3 separate regions of the Anas platyrhynchos genome follow, and regions 1 and 2 are each linked to region 3. A link is a contact called in public Hi-C data. All regions are on one chromosome and are shown on one strand. Each heading gives the region's core, a stretch centred on a gene start, on an enhancer-like site or on the middle of the called end of the contact. The rest is flanking DNA. Distances are from core to core; before and after follow the strand shown.

Evidence for each region. Hi-C and Micro-C count contacts between places; a contact is called where the count stands out from the background.
Region 1: a Hi-C map of subcutaneous adipose tissue shows a contact between it and region 3, with 2.1 times the contacts expected there. The contact joins the promoter of LECT2 here to the enhancer-like site in region 3. A contact is called at or near these places in 3 of 8 Hi-C or Micro-C datasets (liver, skeletal muscle and subcutaneous adipose tissue).
Region 2: a contact with region 3 is called in a Hi-C map of F1 follicle, with 2.5 times the contacts expected there. The contact joins two enhancer-like sites. A contact is called at or near these places in 3 of 8 Hi-C or Micro-C datasets (F1 follicle, liver and skeletal muscle).

Annotation. Positions count from the first base shown.
Region 1 is chr14:3,636,358-3,640,293 of IASCAAS_PekinDuck_T2T, forward strand. It overlaps LECT2 (leukocyte cell derived chemotaxin 2), which reads right to left and starts at 2,671. Exons shown (of 4, transcript XM_027468633.3): 1 at 2,513-2,671; 2 at 1,185-1,281; 3 at 835-980; 4 at 1-316. The coding sequence starts at 2,558. The coding sequence ends at 150.
Region 2 is chr14:3,802,410-3,806,579 of IASCAAS_PekinDuck_T2T, forward strand. No RefSeq gene overlaps it. Among named protein-coding and RNA genes, the nearest start is that of SMIM32, 39 kb to the left of the region's middle. Within about 2 kb of position 2,677, at least 1 of the 8 cell types and tissues checked has an H3K27ac peak or open chromatin away from gene starts, as enhancers often do. A contact at or near this core is called in F1 follicle, where this site is marked.
Region 3 is chr14:3,701,884-3,706,068 of IASCAAS_PekinDuck_T2T, forward strand. No RefSeq gene overlaps it. Among named protein-coding and RNA genes, the nearest start is that of SMAD5, 20 kb to the right of the region's middle. Within about 2 kb of position 1,333, at least 5 of the 8 cell types and tissues checked have an H3K27ac peak or open chromatin away from gene starts, as enhancers often do. A contact at or near this core is called in F1 follicle and subcutaneous adipose tissue, where this site is marked.

The sequences.
Region 1 (3,936 bases), core at 1,421-3,920, 64 kb before region 3:
AACAACCAGCATTTTGGTTATGGATACTCATGGAGCCATGGAGAAAGATCAGTGGCTTCCACTTTGCTGGAGCAGCCACCGATGCCCAAGCAATTTAATGAGCAGCCAAGGGAGGAGCTGAAGGCTTTGCGTGGATGTGCAGCCTCCCCTTACAGGTTGGAAGTGGGATTTGTTAAGTCGCAGTTCTGGATGTGGACGTGGGATGTGATCCCTCGGTAGACGCTCTGCATGGGCAGCAGGACGCCGATTTTCTCCCCCTTCTTGACGGCGCCGCTGTACTTGATGGGTTTGATGTAAAACATCTTAATGCAGAATCCTGGTAAGAGGGAGGAGAGAAGGGGAGAAACTGTTGTTCCTGTGTATCAAAGCCTGGCAAAGTCATAACACTCGGTAGCAAAATACAAATGACAAAAAAATGATTTGAGTTACAGCAGCAGGAAACATTGCAGAAAATGCTGTGATGTTCCTAGAGCATCAGAGAGAGAGAATAAGAAAAGAGATAATTAAATATGGAGGAGACTGGGGAGGGGATTAAGTTGGGTAGAACTGCATCAGCAATACATGGCTCTTCCTTTAATCATCCCCAATGTGCAAAGGGCTCCATCCTTTAACCTTTTTCACAGGTGGGAAATGCCACAACCTGGCATCAATCAATTTTCCTGCAAAAACAGAGCCTGGCTTTCAAAGATGCATTTTTTGTTTGGATTCATCAACAGGCAAACACTCTGCAGCTCAGGCGGGGGTCACAAATTTGGACTCAGCTTAAAATAAAATAAACAGCCAGGAGCATTTTGCAATCAGGGGTTGCAAGCGCGCATCCTTCAGCTTGGCTACCTTCTCCTGACATCTGGATGCCGTTGTCGATGGCGTTGCCGTTCCCGTAGGGCTTGGCCTGTTTGTCGATCTTCCCTGAGAAGGGCGCGTACACCGCCGAGCCATCCGTGCACACCACGTCCACCCCTTTGTGCGTCCTCCTTCCCCTGCAGAAGAGCAGACCCCATAAACAAGCAGTGGGTTGGTTCTCCTGCTGCCCCCCATCACCCTGCTCTGCCCTGAGCTCCAGGGAAACGACCCCAAAGCTCCAATCTCACAGCTCCTCCACCCCATCCCGCTCCCCCCCCACTATTTTGTGCTTATTTTTATTAAGAAGGCTTCAAGTGCTGTCCTGTCCTTGCAGCCCAGACCTGGGGGCGTTGTAGCGGCCACAGCCGTGTTGGTCACAACCTCGGATTTTGTTGGAGGATTGACCTGCGCAGATGTTCCCCCATTGGCCTGCAGCAACTAGAAAAGAAGAGAAGGTGAAAGGCAGCAGCTGGCAAGGAGGTTTCCCCGCCCATGTTGTTTAACAGTTTCTATTGCTAAGTGCCACACAAGAGAAAAATCTAAAGGCCCGGTTGAAAGTCTGTTGAAATTAAGAGTAAAATCCCTTTGGACTTTGTTGTAAGCATGGATCAGGTTCATGGAACCAGATAATTTGTTATCTTTTAATGGAAGTTAATTTTAGGGATGCTGTGAGACATCTTTCGTTTTGTTTTATGCTTTGTGCGATGACACCTGAGGGTACTTGCAGCAGTGACTGCAAAGCAAAGACGCAGAACAAACAGTTATAGAGTCACAGAATCATCTAAGCTGGAAAAAACCTTCAATACCAAGTCCAACCACCCAAGTGATGGACAAAGGATCCAGCTTTCACTGTCGTCACCCACAGCCAAACCCCTGCTGATAACACAGCCCCAGCCACGCCTGAGAGGAAGAGCTTTGTAGGGGAAAAGGGGGAACAGGGGCACCCTCCTTTACCTTCTGGAAGCCCCAAAGGGTCCCAGCCTCCACCACCAAAGCCCCCAGGATGCCCAAGCGATGTCTTTGGGTCTGGAGAACAGGGCTAGCATAGCAAAAAGCAGCGGGCTGGGGTTTGTTTGTGTGCATCAACACCTTGCAGGCACCAGCCCTGCTGGCATCGGGGAGCATACACAAATGGGGAAATTATACGCCAAAGGACTGGTGCTAAAAGGTGCAGGAAACCTCTAATGCCTTCCTCAAGCTAAGCAGCCCTTTGTTCTAGGTATTCTTCGTTTATTGTAATGAATCATGTATTCTTTATGGAAGCAAAGGTGATGACATTTAACGCACAAACACGTCTGGGAACACTCTGTGCTCAGCAGGCTGATCTTTAAGTAAAAGGCTTTTAAGAAAAAATGCGTGCTGTTAGGGATTGGTGCACCTCAGCTGACTCTGTGCTATTCAAGCAGTGCTGGTACTCCTACAAAATTTCACTGCAATTCTCCACCATAACTAAAAAGGGTTTTTTGATGTAGGTTTCTATGCAATGGGAGGGGAGTGATTTTCAAAAGCGAAAAATGGCACAGAATAAATCAGCTTCTATACCACATAAAGAAAAAAAAAAAAAAAAGCACAAAACAAACAAACAAAGAGAAAGAGAAGACAAAAATCAGAGAAAGGAAAAAAAGGCAGGTTGCAATGAGCAATGTTTACAAAAATTGAGCTAACTTACCACTGGAGATGGCAATCAGAAGGATGAGTGCGGTGACTCCATGCATCTTGATGCACCTCAGGAGCTCTGCTTTCAAAGCAAAAGGTCCAAACCACTTTGCTGTCTATTTATACATCCCAACAGAGGCTGTATCCCAACTTTTCCAGCCAATCAGAAAATTTACATGACAGCAGTGCTTTTGCCTGCAGATTCGGGCCAGGAGCAAGAGCTGCCAACAGCCCATGGGCTGCACCCCCAGCCTGGCTGCTCGGTGTGTGCAGGCTCCAGCCCGTTTAGCAACACCAGCTGCGTGTTCTTGTTTGCTTTTGTTTACAGCAAAAAAGAAGAATTTTAAAACCAAACATTAAGGACAGTTTGTAAGCGGTTCTCTCCATTCCTGCCTGTTGCCCAATTCTGACGTTTAGCAAGATGCCATGGGTGGAAAGGGGGAAAAGAACTCGAATGTAAAAAAAAATATATAAAATATATATATATATGCCTTTGCTGTCCCACCATGGCTTGGAAAGAAATTCAGGCAGGTGGGTACAGCTCCGTGCTTCATGCAGGAAAAACTCTGTGTGCCCAAACTTGGGTTAGGCAGCCCATGAGATGGGACCCCTGATCCCCATTCCTTCGTTAATGCATCCCAGATATCGCTTTGTCCAGGATGACAAACCTGCCGTGCTAATGGCGTGGGAGATGTTTACAATCTTCACTGTTCCTGAACGGACAAAGTGCAGGACCCTGTGACATTGGGGCTGAGCAAATTTACGGGAAATGGAAGGACAAGAGAGCAGTGGAGCGTGAACAAGGCCATCTCCAGAGCTGTTTCTGGGAAAGGAGGGAGCTGGATGCCTGGTTTATAGCCAGGAGCTGGAAGTTGTTATCTGCTTCTCTCTCTGGCTGCCCGGTGCATGCTGTTTGGTTTCTCTGTGTAGAAATAACCCCGTGCCCAGGTGCCCACATGGCTGTGGGTCAGGGCTGGCTCTCAGCCCGATTGCTGAGATATGATCATACCTAAACCATGTCAAATAAACTTGCATTACCTTAAATTCAGATTGCTAATTGCTAATTTTATTAGCAGCTTAACAATTAAGATCAAAGAGGAGAAAAGAATGACTGAAGTAATGCTGTGCATTTCCCCAGCAGCTAAAAACGAGTTTTCCTGCATATTCTCTTGCTAATAAATATCCTGAGGGCCAACCCCCTTTTCAGCCCGCTTGGTTTCACGTTGCATGCTCAGTTTAGTGCAGCAGAGGAAGCGTACCGTGGTGAGACGTGGCAGGGAACCCACCAACTTCTCCAAACACAACCCCGAGCCCTCCTGGCCATTGACCTGCTCCATCACTGGCATTTCCCTGGCAGCAGCCACAGCAGCTGGCTCCTGCACCCACCCTCGGGTAGGGGTGCCACCAGTACACTGTGCATGTAAACCTTACAAAATG
Region 2 (4,170 bases), core at 1,427-3,926, 100 kb after region 3:
ACTGGGTTTCTTCCCCCCACTTGCCCCAGGATTTCCAATGCAAACTTGGAAAAAAAAAAGTTGAAAAGAGACACTAACAGAGGAAGGCAAAAGACAGGTGTTCTGCTAGGGCTGCGTACGTGAGTAAAGTAATAGAATAAAATATAAATTCACAGAGATGTTTTCCAGCCCACTCCTCCCTAACTAACAAGCCTGGTGAGCGCTCACAGCGAAGGGGCTGGTGAGTGCAGAAAGGTGTGCTTGATTGCTTTTCATGGCACACTCAGTAGGATGGCTTTCAACAGCATTTACTGCCTGAATGGCGAGGAATTGTCACAAGGTCTATGCAGCTGAGGATTACTGGAAGGGTCTTGCTGGCTCCCTCCAGTGCTTTATGTTTCCCGACTTCACTCCTCAAACCTCAAGTCAAAAGCTTTCTGCAGGCACCCCCCACAGTGCTGGGTGTTACTGGGGCTGCCGTGAGTGGTGTGCCCTGCACAGGGCCCGACTGCAAACCTCCAAAGCTCCAGCTGGGAAAAATATCACCTGGAACTCTGTTTGTCCACTACACACCAATTTTCGTAGCAAACTTTGTGCTGAAATACAGGCTGAGTAATCGCTTTACAATTTTATTTTATTTTATTTTATTTTGCTTTCCCGAATGCAATTTTTATTTGCTGTTTAATCAAGTCCTTTCCCTAGCTGGAAGAATGTGAGCAACTTTCATGTATAGGAAGATTATAGTGGCACAGCGGAGAAATAAAACTATCAGAAGCTCTTGAGGAATAAATTCAAACCCTCATTAATCTCTGTGGGCTGCATCTCAAATCTGATTTTTTATAGAACGTGGGTGGTATTTTCAAAGCGAGTTGCTGGAACAGGTTGACTTCAAGGGTTGACTTAGATGATAACAATATATTTCTGAACCACAGTCCTCTGCCCAAAGAAGATGAAAGCTGTGGTTTATCCTGTGTATGTGCCCAATACACGGGTGCACCCGTGGCGCTGGGGTGGCTCCAGGTCCCTGCACTACTGCTGCTGGAGAACAACAAGGCTGCGGGAGCACGTGAAGTAGTGGGATGGACACTCAGAGCTGCTGATAGGCTTGTTTTGGTTTCTTTGATATTCACTGGTACAGTTATGGTGGGATTTTAAATTTATTTATTTTTAACTTTTATTTATTTATTTATTTATTTATTTTAATCCCTTACCTAACACAACTCAACTTTTCTGCAGTAAAATTCTTATTCAAGTCAAAGAAAGTCTGGTGGATGTCATCCCAATAATTCTGTGTCACTCCTGCCTTTCATCCAGATCTCAGAGGAGTCCATATTTACTGACAGTGCATCTTGGAGACCCAAAAGTCACGAACGAGGTTAAACTGATTTTGGTGCAGGAGGGGTAGATTTCACCCCTGAGCTTTTGTCTGACTCTTATTTGCACCTGGGAGCATAAAATTCACTTGTTTAAGCTGTCACAATGCAAAGATTTCTGACTCATCATTGCAAGAAGAAAAGCAAGAAATAAACTGTATTTCTGGAAGTTTAGTTTGTTGCTGAAGTAGTGTCTCTAACCAAGTACAGACTAAGTGCCTAGAACGAGTAGTGGCTAAAGGCTGAATTCTAGCCCCAGGAAGGATACATGCTGGAGGGATTTCCTATTAGAATTTGGAAAGCATCCAAGGAAGACTATTACAGGGGGTCAGGGGCTGGCCCACTGCTGTCACTTGTGTTGCTCACAAGTATTTTTGTACTTAGAATCATATTATCATAGCATAGTTTGAGTTGCAAAGGACCTTGAGGGTCATCTAATTCCAATCCCTGGGCAGGGATCCCTTCCACCAGCCAAGCTGCTCAAAGCCCCATCCCAAAGCCTTTGGGCACTGCCAGGGATGGGGTGCCCACAACTCCTCTGGGCAGCCTGTTCAGTGCCTCACCACCCTTATAATAAATAATTTCTTCCTAATGTTTAATTTAAATCTACTTGTCTAATATGTCTTCATTATGTACCTCAGATGTACATATGTTCCCCATTTTGTTAATACCATTAAAATTTGAAGGATGGGTCAAGAAAACCCTACTTATTATATGAGATGATAGCAGAAACACGACTTTGTTTTCAAGTTCCAGACAATTTAATTTTGACTTGTGTAGGTATGGGTTGGAGAAGAATCTAATCATACTGTTTTAAAATAAGTGTAAGTAGCTGAATCTCCACTTTGGGGAAGCAGCAGGTGGTGATTTGGACACAGTAGGTCTGTAACACAAAATCAAGCCAAAGGGTGAATTTTGCTTACAGAGATTTTTTTATCTTTGGGCAGGTGTGAATAAGTGTGAGACACTGAAAGATGTAGTCCCCTGGGAGCAGGGTAGATATTTACCAGAAAAATTAAGACTGTACAAAGAAAAAAAACCTCTCTGAGCGTGCACTGAAATCAGATGAAGAAATGTTATCTAACAAGAAAGCGGCGTTTCCACATTTCCTTCATTTAATGACACAGTTTAATAAGAGCTACATTCATGTGGCTTTGTGTGTTGTTAAAGCATGTAGGCAGGTTGCTGTAACGAGTTGGAAAAAAAAAAAAAAAAAAAGAAAAAGAAAAAACCTGCAGAAAGAGGATTTTTCTGCTGTCGATCTGGCTTTACGTTGGAGCCTCAGAGGCAGAGCTGCAGATTGCTTGTTCGTGAGCACAGCCTGCTGGCCCCGAGTGCAAGCAGCAGCCAGGGCACGAGTCGTGCATCAGCTGCGCCACTGTGAGTCTTTTCACATTAAAGGCAGAAAAAAGCTCCTGAAATTATGGTAAATAGTTCCTCTCCTCTCAGACCACCAGGCTACCTGGGGGTATAAGGGATTTTGGGGTTATTGCAGGTTGTGGCTGTTATTTTAACTGGCACCTCCTGACACCCACTGTAACATTCCTTCCTCTCATTTCCTCTCATACCTCAGGTTGTACTTTTCCCTCCTCCTCATTTTCCCCTTAGGAAGAGCTGCAGAACATGAACCCCACAAGTCTTTTCTTATGTGTTAATAAAAAAAAACAAAAACCAAAAACAATCAGAAAATCCTGGGCTCCCCAGTACCAGAGGGACATGGAGGTACTGGAGTGAGTTCAGAGGAGGGCAGTGACAGGATGAGAGGCAATGGGCACAAACTGAAGCACAGGAGGTTCAGGCTCAATATGAGGAGGCTCTTTTTAACTGGGAGGGTGACAGAGCAATATGAGGGGTTGGACTGGATGATCTTCTGGGGTCCCTTCCAACCCTGCCCATTCTGTGAGTCTGTGGGAGAACAGAATGCTCTTAGACACAGGGCTACAGGTATGGGTTTCTTTTGGGGATCAGTTTATTTGTTTTCAGATGCAATTTGCTACGAAGTCCATGTGCCACCTCTTTGAATGACCTTCATCCTCTGGAAGATCTTGACCATCAGTCTCCTGCCTCCTCAGTACGTGGGGAGTAATTGCCCACTCTCAGAACCAGTGGCTGCAGCAGGGAAATTCAGCTCAGCACCAGGCCCCCAGTCCCTCCTGCTGTGTAAGCTTTAATTAAATCCTTGCAGCAGTATAATTAATCATTAGTATGGGAATTGCATATTAGTCTGCATTATAGTAAATATTAGCTAAAAATTAACAAGCTCGTTAGCTATTCAATAACCTTTAAAGCCCTTCCAAATCCTCTTTGTCATGCTGCAAATTTGTGTTAAATATCTCTCTCAAATGACCTTAAGTGGATACACTTTTCCTTGCTGTTAAAGCCATTACAAACTCTACAAGCAGTTTAGTTATTTTGCCCCCTTGGCTATTATCTCCCTTTCTGTATGGATTTATTTAAATTAAACTGTAGTGAAGACTTATCTCAGTGTCATATGAAGCCATTAAAACCTCCCAGAGATTTAGAGAATCACATCCCCAAATGATATATTGCTACTGAGGCAGTGAGTCTTTTTTCTTGGTGTCCTTCCTTGTGCTGCTTTCACTGGGCATTGGCAGAGCTTGTCCCTTGTACATGGCACGTGCCCTACAAATGTGCAGATCAGGGAGTGAGAGAGGGCAGAATTAATGTGTAAATATTGCTCCAAATAGGATTCAATTATCCAGAAACCTGGTTTGCACCCTGACTTCCAGCTCATTAAGGCAAATCCCTGAATTTCCCTGTGCCTCCCTTTCCTCACAGGAAGCTAGGGGTGTCATAC
Region 3 (4,185 bases), core at 83-2,582:
GTTTTCTCACGGCTATCACCATGGCGTTGTGGTTCAAACAACAACACCAAAACCACCCCAAGAATGGAGCCTCTCCGCTTCCATTGCATACTCATAGGGAAAGTTCTTGCTCCTCATGGTGGTTTCATTCCCAAGGTTTTAGCATCTTTGATCTGAAAGAGTAAGTCATAAAACAAACAAACAAAAAAATAAAAGTAATAATAAAACCCTTATGCCCACGTTTTTGCCATTAAACTCTAAATTAATGCTCTGCACAAGACCTGAGTGCTGGCTAACCAGTTGGTTCCAGCTGAGGTGCCTTAGGGCGTGCTGGAGACCAGTGCTCCTGCCCTGGGCTAACAGCATGAATCTGAGACTTTCCCAGAGGTAGGCAAAAAAAAAAGTGTTGCAAAGCGCGGACAGAGCTGCCTCTGCCCTTTCCATGGACCCAAAGTAGTGTCTGCTCTGGGCACTGCTGGGCTGTGTCCTGCTGTTACGTGACCCGATGGGTTTTGTTTGTGGTGTTGGCTGGGGTCTGCTGCAGGTGTGTGCTGGCACGAGCTGCCTACCAGGCAGCTCCGTATCCTCTCCCTGTTGTTCTTGCTGCTCTCTTGGGGCTTTGGGAGGCAATCTAACCTCTAATCTAATTGTTGTTGGACCTTATTTATGCTCAGAGTCATGCTAGAGAGAAATTAAAATCTCCCAGCAGAGCTGCTGCAACTCAGAACTACTTCCTTGGCAGGTTCCTCCTGCCCCTGGGCCCTATGCCAGCTGAAGATGCTGTTAGAAGAGCGAGGAGGAAATTATTCAGCCTCAAATAGCTGCTCTGATAAAGTCCAGTTGGGCTGTGCAGCCCCAGATCTGCTCAGAGAGGGGCTGATGGCACGGGCAGGTACCTTCCTGTCCTCCCAGGTGTGTGTTGGGGAGTTTCCAGAACAAAATGGTTCAACCCGGAGACAGGGACCCCATTTTCTCGAACGCTTCTATACACCTGTATTGATTTGATTTCATTCTCGGGGGAGATCCTCAAATTCAGAAGGAACTATCCCTACTCCAAAATGTTGCTGTGGGGGACGGGAGGTGCCCCCTGCCTGGCTGTAAGCTGTGAATTCAAAGCGAGCTGTGCAGAGGGCAGAAGAGGAGCGCGATGCCCGGGGGTGGAGGCGCAGGAGCGCATCCCCTCCGCTGCGCCTCCGCGTTGGGTTGGCGACGGAGGGGACCCTGCTTCGCCCCCCCGGCCCTGCCCCTTGTGCCGGGGGTCCCGGGGCTTTGCGGGGGTGCTGGGGCGTTGCTGGTTTCGGTCGTCCCAGCCCTGGCCGCGAGGTCCCTCTGGCGGCCCCTCCGCAGCCACAGCCCCGAGCAGCGCCCTCGCCGCCGGGCTGCAGGCGGGGGGACCCGGCGGGCGGACCCGCAGCACACCCGGGTACAACACCGGGGGTCTCCGCCGGGCCCCTTCCTTTCTTTCCAGAAGGAAAGGAAGCCAGCCGCTAGGGAGAGCGGTTCGCTTTGTGTTTCCGAGAAGTAATTGCTGCTAGCGAAGCAAACTTTTTCGTGGCAGAGGTCACAGGGGAAGTGGTGACCTTTTCTCCGTGCTTGCAGGAGGATGGGGAAAGCAGCACCTCTCTCCTCGCCTTTGGGCTTCCAGCCTTGAGTGTGGAAGTGTGGAGCCTCGCCTCGCCTTGTTTATGGTGCCTGCCACGTCCCCACCCTGCACCCAAGGGTTTAGCAGCTTTGGGGAGGGAAGGCAGCCGAGGGCGGCTGGGTGGGAATGCCGCGGGACAATGCGAGCCCGGGGTATCCAAGGGCTCGAGCTGGGCCAAGGTCAGCTATTGTTCCAGGGAATATAAATAGCCCTGCTGGTAACAACGCAAACCCGAGCTGTGCGATGAAAGCTTCGCTTCGCGTTTCGTGCCGAGGTAGGGAAAGTGCAAGAAGTCACCGGGTGGCACCGGGGGAAAGGAGCCTCTCCAGGAGCCACCCCACCCGCACACCGGGCTTACAGGAACCTGGCTGCAAAGCTGTGCCCAGGCTTGGGGTTTGCACCAATAAAGGGTTTTCTTTCTTCCTTTCTTGCAAATAAAAATGGATAAATCTGCTCAGAGGAGAAACCTAAAAAAGTGTTTTCCCCTTCCCTAAACAAATGTTGCGTTTGTACCTGGGTGTATGTGGCAAAGTCAAAATAGGCATTACTTTATAGTAGCGGGAGATAGAAAACTGCTGCTTACATAATGTTCCTGCAAAATCAGGTTTAGAAAAATAAATCTGAGGCTTGCCTGACAAATTTTCGGATGCAAGGACTAGGTAGAGATTTTTTTTTTTTCTTTCATTTGTCAATAATACAGTCAAAACCCCTCCTAGGGGGGAGGAAAAAAAAAGTAGTCTTCCTTTGGGTGAAAGCATTAGTTTTGATTCTTCAGGGAGGGCCTGGCTGAGTCGGGGTCAGGCTATTGTCTTGTGCAGCACAAGTTGAAGGGCAGCCTGGGTGGCTAAAAGTGAAAACGGTTATTGTTCAGCGACTGCTGGTGCTGGCTTGCAGCATATTTGACGTGGCCTGTGGTTGCAGCCTCATCGTGCCTGGCCTTGGCTGCAAGGGTTAGCACCTCACTAAACAAGCAGCCGTGCTGTTTGATTCCTGACAGGCTGTCCACATCACTGCTCTGTGTGATGGGGTGGCTTTGGGGTGCTGGAGGGCTGGGATGGGTCTTTGTGGTAGTGAGGCTTTTCTTTCAGTGGAGGGACAGAGAGCAAGCTAATATCAGGAGACTTCTAAGCTGTTGTCTCCTCTGCGGCCAGAGGACATCAGCATCTCAGGAGTGCTGTAGAGAGAAAGTGGAGTCCAACAGGTAGGATGCTGCCTGGGCCATGGGAAAGCTGGGCTCCATTGCAGGCTCACTGTGGGACCTATGCTAAGATATCTGGGGTCTCTGGCATATGTCCTGAAACGTATTTCACTGAAACTGGATGAAAAAAAATAGTTGTGAATTCAGTCCCTCCTCCAACCTCCATTTCTCCATTGAGAGTTTCACTTCAATAAGCTGAAAGTAATTATCACCGTACAACTCATCCGTGCTATGTAAATCATGTGCTTCGAAGCAAAGACACCACAGGTTAATTTTCAATTAGCTAAAGAGAGGGAGTGTGTGTGCAGATCCTCAACTGACTGAGAAAAGGTGATTTGAGAGAAGCTGCATAAAAGGAATGTCTGTTCTTGTGACGGTGTGAAGCAGTTTCAGACCTCAGAGCCATTACCTACGTTCATTGTGCTGTTTTCTTCTGTTAAAGCGTTTATTTCTAGAAATGGAATGAAAGCCTAAGCTGCATCCCAGGCCCTTTTTGTGAGCCAGGAATCGTCACAGGTACTTAATTGCTTGTGTCTGTTTAACTGGATTGCGGAGAGATGAGACAGTCCGTGCCAATTAACAACGACGCTGCTGAGCTCGTGTGTAAGCAAAGGGATAACTGTGTGCTGAGGCATCGAAACTCTGATTGTAAGAAAAGCACTCTGAAAGCTTTGATTGTATTAATTACAGCATTGCTTCACATTATAGCTTTGGTGCATGTGCTCGTTTATGTCTTGTCTTCCTCTGTCTTGCAAGCCCCGAAGAGATATAATTACAGCACATCTTTCCTCTTTGAGTTTCCTGCTGGGTTATTTTCTGCTTGAAATCAATGCCTGCCAGTGTGCCTGTGAAATTTCCTGAGGAAGTCGTTTAAATGGTGCTGTAAAAACTGCGACTGTTTTAGTAAGTGGGAGCAATCCAGCGTTGTTTCCAGAAACCTGCAGCATGGAGGGCTGGGGAGCTCGTGCCCATCAGCTCCTGCTGTCCCCTATCTGCTGGTGGCACTGCTCTGCCAACACCTGCATGGAAATGAAGTGGGGAAAAAGGGGCATGAATACTGAGCAGTGTGGATGCAGGGCATCAGGAAGGATTGTCCTCTTCAGCATTGAATAAGAAAGTCTGAAATGGGGGACGTGGTGTTATTGCTTCCAGCTGCTGTACTTACAGGTGTCCTCATCTCTTCATTCACATGGGAAATAGCAGAATAACCCCCTTCTCATCTCTTCCAACTTCTCATCATCTTACATTACGATGCATGTGAGAGGCTCTGTTTGAAATCCCAATCTTTGCTGCCAGCCGAACAGTGAGCAGAGGCCAGCTGGTGAGAGCTCCCCAGTGCTGGCTCCCATAGCTGTGAAGCTGGTCC